Linked DNA regions of Sus scrofa: region 2 is linked to region 1. The links are chromatin contacts, called in public Hi-C maps. All regions are on one chromosome and are shown on one strand. The core of a region is the stretch at or near the end of the contact, and the rest is flanking DNA. Distances in the headings are between cores, read along the strand shown.

The links. Hi-C and Micro-C count contacts between places; a contact is called where the count stands out from the background.
Region 2: a Hi-C map of embryonic fibroblasts shows a contact between it and region 1, with 3 times the contacts expected there. The contact joins the promoter of SEC14L5 here to the promoter of GLYR1 in region 1. A contact is called at or near these places in 3 of 5 promoter capture datasets (fetal skeletal muscle and liver) and 6 of 47 Hi-C or Micro-C datasets (embryonic fibroblasts, heart right ventricle, liver and 1 more).

What each region holds. Positions count from the first base shown.
Region 1 is chr3:37,553,484-37,557,277 of Sscrofa11.1, reverse strand. It overlaps GLYR1 (putative oxidoreductase GLYR1), which reads right to left and starts at 1,921. Exons shown (of 16, transcript XM_013995678.2): 1 at 1,797-1,921; 2 at 721-757. The coding sequence starts at 1,834. UBN1 (ubinuclein-1) reads left to right here and starts at 2,023. Exons shown (of 17, transcript XM_021086662.1): 1 at 2,023-2,757.
Region 2 is chr3:37,441,191-37,444,984 of Sscrofa11.1, reverse strand. It overlaps SEC14L5 (SEC14-like protein 5), which reads left to right and starts at 1,857. Exons shown (of 16, transcript XM_003124623.4): 1 at 1,857-2,113; 2 at 2,776-2,891. The coding sequence starts at 2,829.

The sequences.
Region 1 (3,794 bases), core at 672-3,171:
GATACAATATCCCTTTTACTAAAACGGCCCTGTTTTAAAAGCAGACCAACATCATTACCTCCTGTAATGTGACCCTGTCATTATGGAAGAAACGCAGAAAACACTCTTAAAAATACCTCTGTGCAGGAAGAGTTCAGACAGGTCAACAGTGACAATGAAGTAACAGTGACAACACCGAGACACTGAAAATGCCATACTGCAAAGAGTCTGAAGACATTTCCTAGGCTCCAAACAAGAATATAAAAACAGATCGGTTGGAAAGCTATGAAGGATCACTTCGTGCAAAACGTGGAATGCCAGCTTCTGCAATGCACTGGAGCAGCACATATGGTAAAATGCAAAGAAGATTTAAACTCAGTGGGACAAAAATACTTTGACTTTTCACTAGCCTACATTTAGATTTTTCTTACTGGAAAATTTGTTTTCTTCTCCATTTATTAGATTTATGTGCAAAGCTAAATTCAAGTTAGAAAGGATTTTCAGGATGAAAAGACTTTTCCACAAACCACCTCTGATTCAAGAAACAATAACATACTGTAGATTTAATGACGTGGTTTAAATTACACTGCCTTTTCTAAAAAAACTGACAGTGGAGGAAAAAAAAATTCTCCAATGTTATTTAAATAGGCCCAGTTAAACTCAATGTTAGGAATTCAAGGGACTGCATCTTATACTCTCCACCTCCTCAAACTCAACTTCAGATGTCCGCCAGTCACTCACCTTTCCCGGCCAAGGAGGATACCGGCCGAGTTTCCCCCTAGAGAAAACACAAAGAGTCAGCATTTGCCCTGGAAAGGCCAGTCCGTCTCCTTCAACCCACTCAACATGCAATTTATTTTCCTAAATCTCCCCTTCGACGCTCAAGTGCCAGAATAGAAAAAGCTGGGAACCAGAAGTTCTTATTGTGGCATCCACAGCTGGGCCCAAGAGGCCCAAACCCCTCAGAAATGCAATGCAAAACTGTAAACTTGTGTGCATTCTTCCGGTGACAAGGGATACAGAAAAACAAAACTACCAAGAGTCGTTTGTCCAGAACCTCCCCGGGACGTGACGAGGGTGGCGGGACGGTCTGCTGTGTAAACACAGACTTCCCCTTACAAAGTCTGGTTTCATCCCCCAACCCGGCTTTGACAAATGCTAATGGAAATCCTTCCTCTAGACTGAGAAATGAGCTACGCAGCTCAGCTGGAGGGAGGCGGCGACAGTAAGTCTTGGTTCGGGCGGTTGTCTGGGACACAGAAGCAGACCAGGGGAAGCACCCAAGGAGAAACTGGTCCCTGCCAAACCTCCAGTTGTAAAGGAGAAGTCCCCACTCCGTTTCTTCACAGGACAGTGCCAGCAGCCCGGTTTCGACACTCCCGGCTGAGCCGCCCGCACCGGTCGGTGCCATCGCAAGGCGGGTTTCGACGGGCAGGCTGGGACGCGATGGCTCCGCAGGCTCCCCGGCTCTCCCGCTTTCCCGGGAGCCCCAACCAGACCCCGAGGCGAGGACCGGGCGTCCGCGGGAGCCGCGCGGCGCTGGGCACTCCCCAAACGGTGGCCGCTGGAGTCCGGGTCCTGTGCGCAGCCCTCTCCACAGCTCAAAGCCGGGTCCGCCGCGGCCACCCTCGGCCTCAGTCCCCCCGGGCCAGGCTGCCCCTTCCGCCCGGCGTCGCTCCCAGCGCCCGCACCCCGCCTCGCCCACTCTCCGCCACCTGAAGCGAAGAGAAAGGCAGCCCCGGGGCGGGCTGCGAACCCCACGCACAGGGAGGCAACTCCCCAGCGCACATCACTCGGCCCGGGCCGCCTGGACTCACCACACCAAATCGCCGAGCCGCAGACTCACAGTCGCCATCTTACCACCCAACCACCGCCGGCGCACGGGCAGCCGGGAACATCAGGTCGTCCCGGTGCCGCCCATTGGAGTGAGCCCGGTCACGTGACGGGGGCTGACCGTAACCGGACACGCCGCTGCTCTGACGTCACCGCGCCCGCCCAGGCTCATAGGCCGGCCTAGCGGCACGTGACCCGGGCGCCGCGGTCTCCGCGCGCCGGAGCCCGGAGACTCCCGGCTTCTTCCCCCTCCCTCCGGCTCGTGACAACGTAGCGCAGCGGTCTGAGGCGGCGGCGACGGTGCGGCCGGCGGAGCGAGCGAGTCCCCGAGCTAGGGAGCAGGTCCTGCGGCCCGCTCCGCCCCAGGGCCCTGGCCTTCAGCCCCTCCCCCTCGGCGCTTCCGTTACGGCCGTTAGTCCTGCGCGGGCCCGGGGCCGCCCGCGTCTCCGAGCCGGCAGCTGCCCTGACGGACTTCGGCGCGGCCTGGAAGCCAGCCTCCGCCCGCGCCCGGGGCCTCGCGCCCGACGGGCTCTTCGCGGCCGCGCCCGGAGGGCGGACAGGTCCTTCGGAGGGTGGACAGGTCCTTTGGAGCGCTCTTTCTAACGGCCGGCGTCCAGGGAGAGGCTCCGATCCTGCGTCCGCGTCGCACGTTCTCCTGGGGCGCAGTGCTGCCCGTCCCGAAGTCCCAAGTTGCCCGGCCGACGTGGAGCCGGCGTCTCTCTGCTTCCTCCTGGGCCGGCGCGTCGGCACGGCCGGCGAGGCCCCCCGGGCGCGCGGGGACCGGGCCATGGGCCGTGGCGCGGGCCGGCCGACCGCCGGGAGGCATGGCTCGGTGGCCGGCCGCTAGCAGCGCGGCAGCCCGGGCTCCCGGGCCGGCATGAGGACGGCCACGGGGGAACGAGTGCGGCCCGCGGGGCCGTAGCCTGCGTCGCGCCGGGGACAAAGGTACGTGTCTTTGTGGGAACTGGGCTCTCACGTAAGCTTTGTTGTGGTTTGACACTTTTAGGGAAGTTGGAAACAGGCTGTTTTGACAACAGGAAGGCAGACGCTAAGCGTAGTTTCAGTATGTTCAAACTAAACCATTGAATGGGGAATCTTGAATAACAAGCAGTTTAGCACAGCGTCTGCCTAAATATCACCATCGCAGATAGAATGTAAAACATTTTAAAAAGGTTCCAATCTCAGTTTGAGAACCCAGGGAGTCTAAGTCAAGTGTTAACTTACCCGGGACTTTTCTTGAGTCACCGCCTGCATGAAAGAGTGGCAGGTCCACGGGCATCTCTCATAGGTGTCGTGTTATACAGAGACTGGGTGTAAACGGGAAGTTTTTAGCGAACTGACTTGTCCGAAGCCTGGTTTCTCTTTGGAATTCAGTTTCGCTGAAGTACCATCAGCTAGTTTCAGGAAGTGTCATTTACTGGTAACTATTTTGTGTTGTTTTAAATACAAATCTATGATTTAAAGCGTATTTAAGTTTCCAAGAGGGAACACTAAAATTCAACACACCTTCCTAACTTAATTTTTGAGGAATCGAAGGGTACGTTAATGACTTCATAAAATACACAGATCTTAAATCAACATCACATTGGACCTAGAGACATTCCCATTACAGTCAGGAACATGGCAAAGAATATATTGTCTAACATTCTGGCAGTTCTAGCCAATGCAACAAGACATGAAACAAAAATAAAACGTATTTTTTCGGAAAGTAGGAGACAAAATTTTTCTTCTGTGAATGTTACTCGACAGCCTATTTTGAAAAGTGCAAGGGAAATCCATTAAGTAAGAGTTCATTGAAGAGACTAATTACAAAGTCAGCATGCAAAATTCAGTTAGTTTTTCTACATTTTTACCAATAATCAGTTTGAAAATATTAAGAGGGTATGTAACAACAAAAAAATACTCCTGAGTATAACCTGAGGTACAGAACGAAGTTGTTATTTTGGGGTTAGCATCTGTTGAGGTTTTTTAAGAGGGGTGGT
Region 2 (3,794 bases), core at 608-3,107, 110 kb after region 1:
CTTGACTCCCCTGCTCCCTGCATCTCCCACCCCGCCTCCTACTCCCACGAGCTGTCACCTTCGGGGGCAAAAGACACACGCGTGGGGGCGGCCGGGAAGATTCTGCCCGGGTGGAAGAGAGTAACGGGGGCGGGGGCCACGCCCACATGTAGGAGGAGCTCTCGGGAGCGACCTCCCCCTCCGGAGCGCACCTCCGAGCATCCTCGGTTCCCTAAGGAATCCCCGGGAGTGCCCTCCAAGATCTGCTAGCCAGCACGGCCAGACGCGTCTGTTTAAAAGAACCACGTGAGGAGCTGGCGAACAAGCACGTGCCCAGGCTCTTCTCAAATGGTGCCCGAGAAAACAGATTGCCCCTCCCGATCCTTTCAGGTGTAAACATTCCGCTCTGATTATCTTGGGTCAACTCAAGCCTCTCGTGTTGTCACAACCGCCAACAGTGTGAACGAGCACTTGGTGCCCTGCACGGACGTCGGGGAGGAGCCTGGGAATTTCTCTGATGAACCTACAGTAGAGCGGATCTTCCCTCTACTCCTACCTTGCCCAGCAATTTCCCCTTCTAGAAGACCCAAGGAGCCGTGGACGGGCTTTTGCTGCTACCGTGTGGCGAAGATGGGGGCCGTGCACTCTATTTTTAGCCTTACCCAAGAAGGAGCCATTGACAGTCTTTTGCTGCCACCTTGTGGCAAGGATGGGAATCGTGCGCTCCATTTCCAGCTTTGATAACCTTAACCAAGAAGGAGCCATTGACGGTCTTTTGCTGCCACCTTGTGGCAATGATAGGAATCGCGTGCTCCATTTCTACCCTGGACAACCTTTAGCCAAGAAAACGCACTGAGCATCTACGGCTGCCAGATCCCCAGGAAGACCCTGCTGCCGTGGGGCAAATGAATAAGACAGACAAGACACAGTCTCTGCTCTCGCGGAGCTCACGCTCTCCTTGGACAGACCTACAAATAAATGAATGGATGAATAAAGGAGGTGATTGCAGAGTGTGACACAATGCTAGGAAGGAAGAAAAAGGATTGGTTGTCACAAGTGTAATGATATATCTGTCTCCCTGTACACACTCTCCCTGCCGTATCAACCCGCTGAGCGAGGCCAGGGATCGAACCCGCATCCTTATGGGTACTAGCCCAGTTCATTTCCGCTGAGCCACAACAGGACCTCCTTCACTCCTTGAATCCCTTCCCTGTTTATTTTTTTCACCTTGGCATTTTCCCCCATCTCACATAATGCTATATATTTGGCTCACTTATCGAATGTCTGTCTCCCCCACTGGAATGTAAACTCCACAAAACTCTACCTGTTTTGTTCACTGATGACTCTTCAGCACTTGATAAGTCCTAACACTTAAGCGATGTGTAAACAACTGCAAAGTGAATGAAAGATACCAGATACCGACAGGCCTGCTACTCGGGGCAGAACCGAGAGGGTTCTGGGGCGTGGCCAGTGGAGGGACCGGACTCAGAGTCCAGGAGGAGAGAGGGTTGGCCCGAGTTAGGGAACTGTACTGGGATAGAGGGGCGGGACAAGCAAGGGTTCGCCTGGAGGCAGAGCTAGATTAGAGCCGCAGCCTGGGGGCGGGGTCTTCCTGGGGCTGGGCCACGCGCGAGGCGAGTGCTTTAGGGGCGGGACCTATGGAGGCGGGGCCTGCGTGAGGCGGGGCCATACGGGAGGAAGGGCGGGGCGGGGCGTGGTCAAACAAGGAAGTGTAGAATAAAAGGCGGGACTAAGACTGGGATGGGGCCAGTCCAAGGCGGGGCCAGGCTGGGGCGGGGCCTGCCCAGGGCGGGGTAAATCTGGGCGGGGCCATGGCTGAGCCGGGGGCGGAGGAAAGGGGTTGGCTGGGGGGACGAGGGCGGAGCCAGTCCAAGATCTCCGCTGTCCTGGGTCCTGGAGCGCTCCCGCCCCGGCAGGGCTAGCTCCCGTCCCTTAAGTCCCTCCCTGACCCGCCCGGCCGCAGGGTGTGCAGGATCAGACGCCCCCAGCTCAGCGACCGCAGCTGCACCCAGTCCCAGGCTCTGAGCTTCGGGCCAGGCGGCCGCAGGGGACCCTGGAGGGCTCAGCTCCGCACTGCCCTGGGGCTGTGTCCCAGGAGACTCCGAGGGCGACGGTGAGCAGGGCTGGGGGTGGGGGGGGATGTGCGTGTGTGCGTGTACATCGGTGTGTGTGCATGTGTGTGAACGTCTGTGCGCATCAGGAGAATTATATGAGAGCCTGGAGTTGGGTAGGTGCGTGCTCCGGGGAGCTGGGTGTGTGTGCAAAGTTGAGTGCGTTTGCAAGGGCAGCCCCGTGTGGGAGGGCAGTCGTACATGTGTGTGCGTGTGAAATTTGGTGAGGACTGAATGTTAATGTGTCTTGGAGGAAAATGGGAGGGCAGGTGCAATGAATCTTGGGGGGACTGTGTGTTCCGGATGTCGGTGGCAGGCTGTGGGCTGCGTGGGTGAAGGAATTGTGGGAGTGTGAGAACTGCGAATGTATGTGTTTCCATTTGGACTTACTGGGTTTTCCATGACCCTCAGCATGAAGGGGTGGGGCCCAAACGTTGTGTGTACCGATTAATCCTGAGGAGGGAGAGTGGTCGGGGGCCAAGGGTAACGGACAGAACAGGGGTTTGGGGACTGGCCCAAAGTAATCTGGGGATCCCTGGCCCCCTTGACTTGAGGAGATGTGTGGGTGGCGCCAAGGGTGGGCCTGCCCCTGGCTAGGGAGCAGTGGGCAGGGCTCCTGCTTCACAGGGTGGGCGCTGCCGCCTCACCAGTCGCCCTCACTCAGGCTCCGTGCCCACTTCCTGCCTGGGTGGCTCTCGCTGGTCGTCCTGCAAGAACATGGTGCAGAAGTACCAGTCTCCTGTCCGCGTCTACAAGTACCCGTTCGAGCTGGTCATGGCGGTGAGTGACCCCCGACCCTGAGGTCCCTTGTGTGACGGGTGGAGGGATACCAGAGGTCAGCTCTGATGGTAAGAAGAGGGAGACCCCCTTGAACCCCCCGATCAGAAGGAATTAATGAGCTACTCCACTGACTGGGTGGGTCCAGCCTCTAACCAGGACCCTTCGCCTGGCCGTCCCACCTTTCATCACAACTTCCGGAACCCTTGCCCACTGACCAAAACACAAGGTCTTTCCCTCCTTTCCTTGTTGAAGCTTATCTGTCCTCTTATCTCGGTCCCCTTCAATAGAAAACAAGCATGTCAGGGGCCAAACCACTGCTGTCATTTTGTGTAATAATAATAGTTATTATTATATATATACTAATGATGATGACAGCAGCCATTCACTGAGGGTCTGTGGCGTTAAGTCTTTACAGATGTTATTTCGTGTAATTTCCAGCAGCTCTTCTCATTCTCATTTTACCTCCACTAAAGTGAAGCTTGGACAGGTGAAAGGACGGCTTTAAGTTCTGGGGCCAGGAAGAGGGAAAGCCAGGCCTGGATCCACAAGGGGGTGTGGACAGTGGCTCCAGAACCTAGAGTTTAGCCACAACACCCCCAGTGTCCTCCCTCTGCTCCCACCCCTCCCCTCTGCTCCCCTTCCTTCTCTTCCAAGAAAGCTAAGACCAGGAAAGGGGGGGATGCCAGTGGGCAGGGAGGGCCTGGGAGCAGCTGTTTTCAGGGTTCAGACTAACTAGGTGGCACAGAATTGGCTCCTGAGCCCTCAGCCTCCTGGCTCAGTGGTCTGCACACTGTGGGGCAGGAGCTGGAGACAGGTAGATGAGGGGTTCCTTCTTGGGGCCACCACTCTGCCTCTCAGAGCCTCCCTCCCTGGTAAGATACGGCAATGCTGTGGGGTTGTGGT